Linked DNA regions of Gossypium arboreum: region 1 is linked to region 2. Evidence: chromatin contacts called from public Hi-C data. All regions are on one chromosome and are shown on one strand. The core of a region is the stretch at or near the end of the contact, and the rest is flanking DNA. Distances in the headings are between cores, read along the strand shown. Region 1 holds the start of LOC108473722 (myosin-binding protein 2-like). Region 2 holds the start of LOC108467097 (probable NAD(P)H dehydrogenase subunit CRR3, chloroplastic).

The links. A called contact is a pair of places that touch in the nucleus more often than the background predicts.
Region 1: a Hi-C map of leaf shows a contact between it and region 2, with 6 times the contacts expected there. The contact joins the promoter of LOC108473722 here to the promoter of LOC108467097 in region 2. A contact is called at or near these places in 3 of 5 Hi-C or Micro-C datasets (all in leaf).

The regions. Positions count from the first base shown.
Region 1 is chr2:78,008,415-78,014,654 of ASM2569848v2, reverse strand. LOC108473722 (myosin-binding protein 2-like) reads right to left here and starts at 1,992. Exons shown (of 3, transcript XM_017775444.2): 1 at 98-1,992; 2 at 1-9. The coding sequence starts at 1,415.
Region 2 is chr2:77,139,491-77,145,056 of ASM2569848v2, reverse strand. It overlaps LOC108467097 (probable NAD(P)H dehydrogenase subunit CRR3, chloroplastic), which reads right to left and starts at 2,978. Exons shown (of 3, transcript XM_017767602.2): 1 at 2,619-2,978; 2 at 2,391-2,536; 3 at 1,552-1,768. The coding sequence starts at 2,863. The coding sequence ends at 1,644. It overlaps LOC108467096, which reads right to left. Exons shown (of 9, transcript XM_017767601.2): 5 at 5,374-5,470; 6 at 5,234-5,287; 7 at 4,801-4,910; 8 at 4,113-4,303; 9 at 3,185-4,028. The coding sequence ends at 3,391.

The sequences.
Region 1 (6,240 bases), core at 743-3,242, 870 kb before region 2:
TTGATATTGCTGAAGAAATTGCAAAAAACTTTAGTCTTTAATAGTTCAATAATAGGCATTTGGTAAAAAAATATATCAAATTGGATTAAGCAAGTACCTTGATTAACATCTAAATTGATTTCCTCTTCTCTTGTTGTGGCGTTTGGTTGCACATCATCAGCCTCATTCAAGGGGGGCATATTTGCTTGAGTGGTAGCAACATGTTGATCATCTTCCTTCTCCATCAAATCTTGCTCCACTGCAGGAGTTGAAAAGCCCTCCTTGCCATCAGGCTCCATTGGTTCATCCACTGCATCAATGGTTTCCTCTTCACTCACAGGGGGTGAAAGGGGTGTCACTTTCTCCGCTGAACTGCAACCATTCTCCACAACCAACTCCACTGGTCTCCCAGGTTGCTGCAAATCAAAGTCCAAAATAACATCTCCAGTACCAGCAACATCTTCATCTTCCTCTGTGAACTTGTATATTTTTTGGCTTCTCATAGCAGTAGAATCCATCAATTCAACTGGAATCAAATGGCAGTCATCCCCCCCGATGTAAAACTCCAGATGCTTGTTCAGAATTTCAGGAGACTCCTCTTTGGCACAAGCGACTTGAGTTAACCCCTGGTCAGCCATTGACACAGTTAAGTCTCCTTCATCCACTGATGATTGATCTTTCTCTATAACCACATCGGCTTCATCTCCATTAGCAGCCACTTGGTTGCAATCAAAACTAGAAACAAAATATGAAAACTCCTCTTTTTCCACTTCCTTTTGTTCAATACCTTCATCATCAGAAATGATGCCAACTCTCTTGTTTTCTTCAATCATCTGTTCATCTTTATGATCATCAGCCACAAAATCTGATCTGATTCCATCTGAAGCATTACCCTCATCTGCAATAATGCCCTCAACTTTGTCTCCACCTTCAGTGATTAAATTTCCTTCCTGGGGATAATCCAAAACCTCCCAGGAAGGTTTAATCATGAAACAAGGAAGATTCCAGTTTTTCTCCACCATGACACCACAACAAGAACACTTGAAATCCTCATCGCCGTTTTCCATCACTTCATCACCACCATTTTCCGACGGCGACGAGGACAAGCAATCCTCACACATATCTCGAGATTCAGAGAGTTTTCGATGATTTGAACAAAAACCCAATTTAGAAATCTCATTGGCATGACCATCACACACAAGATCTCTATATGATTTGTTGTACTTTGATGGCTCAAAGATATGATCAAGCCTAGAACACCAAAGGCAGGGCCTTTTAAGACCAAAGTAATCAGCAAACTTGATGATCAGGTAAGAAAACAGTGAATTCAAAAGGAGGAGAACGATCAGAATCCATTCTAGTAAGACGTAGACAAGAATAAGAGTGATCCTATTAGTGTTTTTATGCAACATGGTAGCAAATTTGTTGGCTGCCATTAATGATGCTCTGTGTTTTCTGCTGTGTACAGAGAGGAGAAAAGGGACAAAACAGAAACAAAAAAGAGAGAAGAAGTTGTTAGATAAGAAGAAGACGAAAGAGCTTAAGATAAAAAGAGTTATGGAGAATGAAAAAGAAGTGAAATTGAAATGGTTTTTCAATAAGGGAGAGAAGAATCTGAAAGTCTAAAGAAATGGGTATTATATTTTTTCAGACTTGGAAATCATAAAAGGCGGTTTTGAATAGGAAAGTGACAGCCAAAGAAGACTGAAACCCTGAGGAAAATCAATTCATAGAAAACATTTTCCACAAAAACAAAAATAAAAACTAAAAAACATTGAAAAAGGTTTGAGTCAGATTAAATAAAGCAATTTATTTTCCTTGGTTCTTTTTTTGACAGAATTAAGCAACTATTGGAATCTTAAACAACTAAACTGACATTTGTTTTAAGTGATAAATTTTCATTTAGCTTAAGCTTAAGGTGGATGCCGATGGATTAATTGAAGGGGTAGAGGTAGCCAGCTATGGCAGCCCCCACCCTTACAGTCCCTCCAGCCTGGTGTTGTTTTATTTGGGACAAAGAAAATGGGAGGCCCCACCAACCTTACCAATGGGTTGGTGGAGACCACTGTCAAAGTTAAAAGTGGGCTCCATTTAGGACAGGTTGCTGCTGCTTCATGTTCTTCCTGCTCCTTTTAACTCTGTTTTTCATGGACACTATTTATCCTTTTTATCTCTGCCATCCTATTCCTTTGTGTGAGAAAAGAAATACACTCTTGAATTTCTGTTTCTAGCTTTGGATTCCTTATACTTGCTCTTTTTTCTTTTTGTTTCTTTTTTTCAAAATTTACAAGTATATTTACCAATACTGCTATATACTAGATATTTTATCAACTACAGATGAATAATAAAAGTAAAATGCATAAAAATATTAAAATAAAAACACTAAATGACCTTACAACCTATAATAAAATTAAGTTATTTTGATTCTCAACCTTCTGATTATCTTATTATTTTCACATTCTCAAATATTATAAAAATATCATAATATAGCATATAATCTTATTACCATGTATTCTTGAGGTATTAAATTATAGGCGTAAACTTAAATTTTGAATTAATTTAATATTTATTTTTATTATTTTTATCAATTTAATATTTTAATCTCAAATAAAATTTAGTTATAACTAAAAAACCTCTAACCATAAAAAAAAATCTCTCTTTTGTTAACAGTAAATTTCATACTTTTCATGGATTATTATAATTATAATTATAATTTATAATTTTTTCAACATTATATATTTAATTATTAGTAATTAATTTGTAATAAAAATAAGAATTAGAATAATTTAACATAATCTTATGAAAATTGAGATTAAAATATAATAAAAAACTAAACTTATTTTTATAACAAGAAAATTTTAATAAAATATGCTTTTAAATAACCTTATATGTCTATAAAGAAATATTTGAATATTATTTTCCATCTAAATACATTAAATAAAGTAGTGTAATATATTCAACATTTCATCCTATGTATAATTTCTTTTTACGAATGCGAACTAAATTTTACAATATGATTTTGTTTTCCAAAGGTTGTTATCCAAACTCTTAACTGATCATTTAATTTAACAATTGAGGAATGTATTTTTATGTTAAGAAATCAGGCATGAATATCGAAAAGAGAAATAGTAATAAAAATCATGTGATTTATTTGTAGATTATTTTATTCTCAATTTCAGTTACCGTAATACGAATTTTAGAAACTTCCAATATAGATAAGAAAATGATCTGGATTTCAATAAAATAATGAATTAAAAATAATAAATATTTATTTACTAAATTATTATTATAAATTAGGATAATTATTTAAATAAAATTATCAATATTTATTTACAAATTTTTATATTTTTTTTAATTTGATTATGTTGATTATGCATGATAATACATTAAATATTACTTTTCAGGACAGTAACTTCACTTTTATTTTATTTTTTAACTTTCCCATAGATTTGCTTTAATCAAGCTTTAATATCTAAATTATGCCCCACTGGCTTTTTAGGTCCTAAAATCCCAACCCCAAGTTAAAATTTAATTAACCATTAAATATGATTTTGTTCCCTCTTCCTCTACTTTAATTTGTATCATCAACCCTACATAATTTCCAGGCTATATAGGATTCCAGCTCAAAGGAAATTAATCTTATAATAAAGTACACTCAAACAAAATCTTTTTTTTAATAATCTTATAAAATGTAAGGGTTTTTTTTTTTAATGTGGAACTGTGTATCAACTTTGAAGAACATTGTTTCAAAAAGTTGAGTACAATAATAAAAGATTTTTTTTTGAAAAAAAAAACGTGAGAGAGCTTTCTAGTGTTTTTTTGACCAAAAGGGCGGTAAGAGGTGATCCCACAAAGTGAGCTGAAAAATTCTAGCAGACCCTCTCCTTTTGCAATCAAATACATAAGCTTTAAAGCATCATCTGGAATTTTTAAGAAAAATTAAAAAAAAAATCAGTCTTGTTTTTCGCATTAAATCCAGCTTATATAAAATATTTCCATTTGGTCCAAGCTTAAACTCTCTTTTGATTTTTCTAGAATTAAGTGCCATTCCATTCTTTAATCCAAAATATATAATATTTGGCAATAAAGTAATCAGGGTTATAATAAATTTTCTGATTAAATTTTGCTATTATAATGTATAATTTGGTAAAATTAAGTTATTTTAATTTTTACATTTTGAAATTTCAAATTTAACTTAAATAGTAGAATTTAATTCCGTTAAATTAAATTTTATTATTTATTACTGTGAAGATGGAAGGTTTGTGTCTGACATATTCCGAGATATCAAAATGGGACTGCGGACCACATGGTTAAATATGCTGATACAAGGGACTCTTTGCTCCGTTTATTTGCAATTGCACCAGTTTCTGTTAGAAATTTGTTGGATGAAAATCTTAATGGATCTAGATCCTTTCATTTATGAATTAGTTGTTGTAATCGCCTAGTGTTGCCTCTTTTTTACCCAAAAAATATAAGTTGTAAATTTAATTTATCTTTTATATTTTCATTATTTTTAACACAATTTCTTAATATTAAAATTTTAATCCTAACTCAAAAAGTGAACATTAAATCTATTAATTAAAATAATATGAATTTTTGAGAGTTTTATATGAAAATAATACATTAATATCACATTACATATGTTATAATATATTTGTCGTGTAAAATTTAAAAATAAAAGAATTTAATGTAATAAATTTAACTTCGAAAAATATAAAAACTAATAAAGATTCTAACTAAGTACTGATAACTAAAATTATTAAAAATTAGAATTTAACATAAATTATAGATGGAGTATGAAACGAGATTTTCAGTATACGGAATTATGAATTTATGATTATAAAAATTGGAAAGGGTAAAAAATTATTTTCATGGCGTATTGAACGGAAGTGAGGGATGGTTTGGGACATCATTCCACACGGTTGGCGAGGTTACTTTCACATTATTATCATCAAAGAAATCGTCAAACTGTATTTGGCTTAATCATTCAATTCAACAATGACAACCAATGAAATATAGTAATTATTGTATTTCTTAAGCATTGTCTTAATTAGATCAGGGGGCCATATATTTTATTAAAACCCAGAACTACAAGCCATCAAGGCTTAACGAGAGCAGTAAAAATAGGTCACAATATGATCAATAAATTTCAATTATATCACTGTCAAATCAGTTTAAAGTAAAATAGAGAATAATTAACTTCAATTTTAGTAAACAAATTAATGCATTTGTTCAATTTGGTTTCCCATATTAGAATGTTGCAAAAATGGAGCGAATTAAAGGGAAGGTGGTAGAGGCTGAAATGCATATACAATTAAATTAGATTGTATGATTCAGTTGAGATAAGCATCAGCCCTAGTTGAAATGTCCCAATCTATAACTTAATTCCCTTGGATTTTTCTGGATTTCCCCCCTTTCTTTTGGTTTTATATTCCAAGTATCAAACAACGTGAATTTTGAAGCAATTTCGAAATCATATAAATGATGCATGGCTAAAATTGACTGGAAAACAATTTCCGATTTTAATAAAACAACAGTGCTCTAGCTCATGGATCATACTTAATTTAATATAAGTATATTGCTAAAAAATAGTTCACAATTTAAAAGATGCAATTTTAAATGCATTTAAGTGTGTAGTACTATTCTTTATTTTCAAAATTAGATATTGTATAAAAAATTAATCCATCAAGGAGTTCTTTTGTTTACTTTTAATTAGGAGTTTTGTTTTTAAAAATAGTTTTTTTTTTTGTCATATAAAAATTTAGGTGAGGGGGAGTTATTGCAATTGAACGTTAGGGTATGTTATGTCTCACAAAAAGTTGATATTAGAAATCATTCATCAAATAAGATTAATGTTAAACTTGAATCTTAGTACTGATTAAAGTACTAATGAATACTTAATCAACTGAATTAACTTACATTAAAAAACTGGAAGAATTCTAGATAATCATAAAAATGTTATAACGTGAGATGAGTTTATAAAACTGCAAGTTGAAGATATGAAAAGAGGAAAAGAAAATCAAAGTCACAGGCGGGCTTGAATATATATATGTTCAGAAGACAAGAAAGTAGTAAAAAAAAGATATATTATTGGGAGCTGTTTATACAAGGAATTTGTTCCAAGGAAATTGTTAGAAAATAATGTAGAAACTGAGTGGCTCAAAATCGAAGAGGCAAACTTGCCTTCTCTTTTATGAACCATTGAGTCCTCTTATCCTAGACTAACTTTGGATGCCAATTTACTTTTAGTTGAATGTGTTT
Region 2 (5,566 bases), core at 1,729-4,228:
CAACATCTGCTAACTCAAAGAACAACTCAACTGGGTCAATGTTACCAGGCAAGCAATACAGGACGATCATAGTCGTCATGTCATCATCTTTTATAAGTTTCATCTCCCTATATTTGCACGGATTTGATGGAACTAGAAATTTGTAAAATAGTCTGAGCATCTTCCTCTCACAACGTCAAGCAATTTCCACGCTAATCTTTTGTTTGATTTCATCAAGTTTTACACTCTTGTTAAATCTCATTCCTACTTGATGACGCGATTCAAGTATACAACCAACTTATGTTTGGAAAATTATCACATCGAAGTGGATATATATGAAGAATTGGTTATTTATCTTCGATAGTATATCTATAAAACAAATTAAAAATAAAAATTATATATATTAGTTCCTATTAAAACAATTCATACCATTTTAAAACAACAAAGAAAATTTTATCAAACAATATAACTTGCATCTCATACTATTAATTATCAATATATAGTCACATAATCATACATAATAATAAAATAAAATGAAAATACATAAAAATAATTACAAGCTAACATTATCAATTCAAACTTGTTTTTTGAAGTTAAAAAAAAAGAACTTGAATTCTAAAATGGAAAACAAATATTGTTGATCTTCAATCTTAATTTCTAACAACTTTTTTTTCTCTCTCATTTTGTTCGGAACTCATAAACAACTAAAATTTTGTTTTTTAGTCAAGAAAGGGGTTTATATGGAGGTTTGGTGTTGTCACACTATCAGGCAACACCCATAAAAAAAACATTTAACCTTTTTCTTTAACAATGGCTAAACATTTTAAAATTTCAAACCAATGTTGTCAACCTAGCAGGTGGTACCATAACACCAGCATTTTTTACCCTTTTTTTTTCTTTTTCTACCACCTTTAAAAAAAAAAAGAAAAAACACTGGTGTTATCAATTTGTTAGTCGACATCACAAAAAAAATTCACTTTGTATTTTTGATTCTGTATATCCCCGAAAATACATGTATTATTTAAAACTTTATATTGATGCCACTTTATATTGATGCCGCCAATGTGTTAGGTAGTACTACTTAAAATATTTTTTTTTCAACGGCACAATTAGCTAATGGTTATGGGAAAATTTATAGTGCCACTTGACAGCTTGTTGGCACTTTATTTTACTGTAAAAATCGACCCATTTTTATAATTAGTATGCATGTTGTATCATTTTCGTATTTAATTTTTTTACATTATTTAAGAAAAAAACCCATATTTCATCAATCTCACCTCACTAATGAGATCCAAGCAGCACATTAAACTCCAGTTGAAAAAAGATTTGCATGAAAAGCTATGAAACAGTTACCTTTGTATCCAAAGGGGCCCTAATAGTTTTTAGGAGTAAACTTTGCAAGTTACGAACCTAAAAAGTAGAGGAAGATGAATTTATATTGCAGTTGTTAATATTTCATTTTTAGGGTTTATGAGGAAAGGTATTAGATTTTCGGTATAGACTAGAAGACACATGAAAGTCTTTAGGTAAATTTGGTTTTAAGATCCATTGCTATTTTTTGGCATGGTGATATTATGATTGAAGCTGCGGTTGATTGGTTTAAACAAGATGTGAACAATCTTATACACAAAACATGATATCCAGAAGAATGAAGCAAAGTGGTTTCACATGATGAGGTCATCGATTAGGGGGGTGCTGAATGGTAGCTTTATGACCCCAGAAGCAACTAGTAGAGAAAAGGTCCAAATTGGTAGGATCCATTGTAGCACAACCAACAGGATTGTTTTTCCTGCACAACCAATTTTCCCATTAATAAAATCAATCATACGAGTCATCTATCAAAACAAATGAAATTTACCACTAACCGGATGACATTACGATTTATGGGATGCAACCTCAACAGTAGTCTAGGTCACCCTCACCCTCATTCGTAGAAGTTGAAAGTCCAGCACTGCCCATCTCTTTTCCAACATATGCTAAGTGTGGGTTGCTTCTAAATGCAACTGCTAATAGAGTGTTTGAAGGCTGACTAAAGGTGTAAAATTCAAGGTTAAGGCTGCATATTTGCTTAGCTTAAGTCTTGGCATGTAACAATTGATCTTAATTCGATATCATAAGTCAGCACAGTGAGGGGTGGAGACCTGAGCTACTGACAATGGCAGAAAATTATCTGCATTCTAACTTGGTAAAAGAGTTGAAGTTTCTAGATCATTCAATTGGTTGCTTGTTTTGCGCTATTCTGCAAGCTATTATCAAAAGCAGTATAAAAAAAAAATCATATTGCCTACCTCTTATACCTAAATATGCTTCATATACATCTTAAACTTTCCGTCTTACAAGTAGCTTTCACCTTTCAGTACTAAAACTTATCTGAACTCGATTGAAAGAAAATAGAGAGAAAAATGAAGTACCGGAGGAACGGAAGGTTGCTTCAGTAGTGGTACCAATCCACTCCCCAGTCTCGCGGAGCTTCTTTTCAATGTCTCCTTCAAATTTACCACCAGTGACAGGCAAAAGCCCATCGAATATCGTCTTCCTCCTTTGCTCCTCCAAATCACTGCCCATGTTTAAACAAAACAAACATCAAGCTTATTCTCAATTACCCATAAAAAACAAAGGGGGGCTGAAGAAAGATATGCCTGGAATCAGCGTCACGGAAGGAACCAGCACCAATGGCACGTTCAATCTGGACGACAGAGGGAGGAGGGTGTGGCTTTTGTTGTCGCAAACGTTGTCTCCTTTTTCTTGGTCGAGTTGCTGTTTTGGGTTTTGAATTTGTTTGGGTTTCTTGTGGGGAGGGTTTGTCAGTAAGAGAGGCAATGGGGGGATGGATAACAGCTTTGGCCATGGCAATGGATATACAACTGCAGGATAAGCAAGCCATGCTTTTTCTTTTTTCTTGTCACTTTTTTTAGTTCTCTGTTTCGTATTTGGATTTTTATTTTTTATTATTTATTATTTATGGTGTTCTGCTCCGGTAACTGCCGAAGGATAACTTATAAAACTATCTATAGAGCCATTGGCTGGTCAGAAATATCTTGACAAGATCTTTAACGTACAACATTAGAAGCAGGAGGTACAACCCATCATCAGCTAAAAAGCACATTGTCTGTCATCAACAATTTTTGTACTTTTGATCTTAATCACACTATAAAGTTGTTCATTGATATTCGTACACTGCAGCAATCAGTTGAATTCTTCAAGGTTTCCACAATATCTGACATGAGTTTCATTATTATGATAAAAGGCAAGGAGCTGACTGCATAAAACTTGTCACAAAAACATGGGCTTTCCAATGAAATTATACCAATGCGATTGTTATAACTCGAGAGAAATGGCTCCTGCTGAATAGAACAAAAATGATTGTAGGATCTGTACAAAGGCCCTAAAAACCTAGTATTCATGTTGGCATCACACAGGCAGATTCCTTAGCAGACGAAGTGCTCGTGTCCAGTGTGATCTTTGCGATAAAACAATCTTCCTCAACGCTGGCACTGCCCCAGCAGCTATGATTGCAGAATGATTGTCACTGTCCATACTCAGATTATACAGTATTGATAAGGCTGCTTCGACTGCTCTGTCACTCCCTTGTTCAATAAGATTCACAAGTGGAAATATACCAACCTCAGATGCAACAGCTCGGGTGGAATCCACAACCCCTTCAGAAATTATTCTGTTAAGTTCAACAGCTGCGGATTCCTGTGTTTCTGGAGAAAGAGACAATTTTATCTGCTCTATAAGTCTTGGGATTGTCTCATAAAGAGTTACCTCCATGTTGATTGGATTCTCAAAATCTACATTAGGATTGGATATGGAGCACAGTTTAACAAGGCAAGCGGCAACCCAATCTTTGTTTCGAAGAGGGATATCAGACTTAAGGATTTTGCGGAGTAGTTTGATGAAATGGGTAGAGTCTATTTTTTGGCAAAACTGTTCCGAGTCAAGAAGTTTTGTTAGTAGCCTTGAAGCTGCAGAGACTGCAAGGCCAGCTTCCTCAATTTCAAGAGCATATTCGTCTAGTTCCTGACCTTCTACATCAGCTTCCTTGTCTGCAAAATAGAAAAGGTATATGTTCTCACAAGTCTACAGTAGTACAGCTCAAGTGTTTTCAACTAAGAATTATTTGCCCTTACCTTTTACAGCTTTTTGATGAAAAACAGCTTCCAAACCAGACGATACATCTACTTTGATTATTGTTTCCATGCTTGGTTCAATTATTGTTATGAATTCCAAGATAGAAGCTGCTTTTCTTTGCAGGTTTGATGGTGATGTCTTCAGAATCTCAATAAGGCGAGTAATGACAGTAGAGTCTAGCAATTCTTTCCTACAATACATGTCCAAAATATACATCGGGTTAGTGTTACAGTCAAGAACCCAAGGATTCAACATGAATATCCCAAAACATTAAATCACTAGGCAAATAAAAAAACCTTTTGTAGTACATGCTTTGACAATGGAGCCTAAAGTAACTAAGGGAACATATATAAACTCCACCGTCCCCCTTAAGAGCTACTGTCAGTTTCAGTTTCATTGAATCAACTTGGGGAGAAAATAGATAAATTGTGGAAGAAAATAATTTAGAGCCAAGATGAGAAGAAGTAATAAAACTTTGAAACCCTGCATTACCAAGATAAGTGGATCTACATAGAAGACAACAGAAAGAGGAAAACAATTAATATGTTTCCCAATTGATTATCTCCATGTATCTCCTCCAGAGTAAGCAATCATTTTGGAAACAGAACAAGATCCAATGGTGAACACCATAATGATGAAGCATCATTTTTCAAATAAACAAAGATGCCAGAAAGAAGAGGGAAAAACCTGGAATCCATTATTGACACAGGCTTATCTCCAGTCAATCCGGCAGAAGCATTAAGGCTCCTTGCAGCATCTATACCCATCTTTGAACCATTAACTGGTCCATTGTAGAACTAGATACAACAGTATACTAGGTAAGTCAACAGAAAAATATAGGGCCCAAATTATTCTTTGTGAGCGTATGGGTGACTGTGTTTCGAAAACTTTGAATCATTGAGGTTGCTTGCTTTGTTTTATGCTGTTATAACCATTTTAATAAGAAAACAAGATATTAATAAAAATGAAAATGGCCAAAAAGATCTTTCCGAAAAAGACAACCCCAAATGCCATGCAACTAAAGAAGCAAAACTTAAGGGGTCTAAGTTTAAAAATTGGAACAGATGGAAATGTCTTTTATCATTTACATTATGCTGTAAAAATCGATTGGCTGACTAACCTTTGACTTCATTTCTTTACTAGGGTCTAAAATCCTAGCAAGTATATCCAAGGTCTGCAAATCCAGCAACAATCCATGTCAGAAATATCAAACTAGAATTATTACAAATTACCACTTGAGAAAACAAAGATTGCCTTCACCTTTTCCATCAAGCTTCCAGAGGTTTCTGAGCGTTTCAGTGTACAAACTAAAGGGTGTAAAATACCTTCAGCTTCAAGTACATGATAAAGAGAAGGGCTGCAGCCAGCAAGAAACTTCAGAAACATTTTATTGTATCTAAAACCTAAAATATGAAGCACATGTTGTGTTACTTAGTTCCAGAAACTACCACTA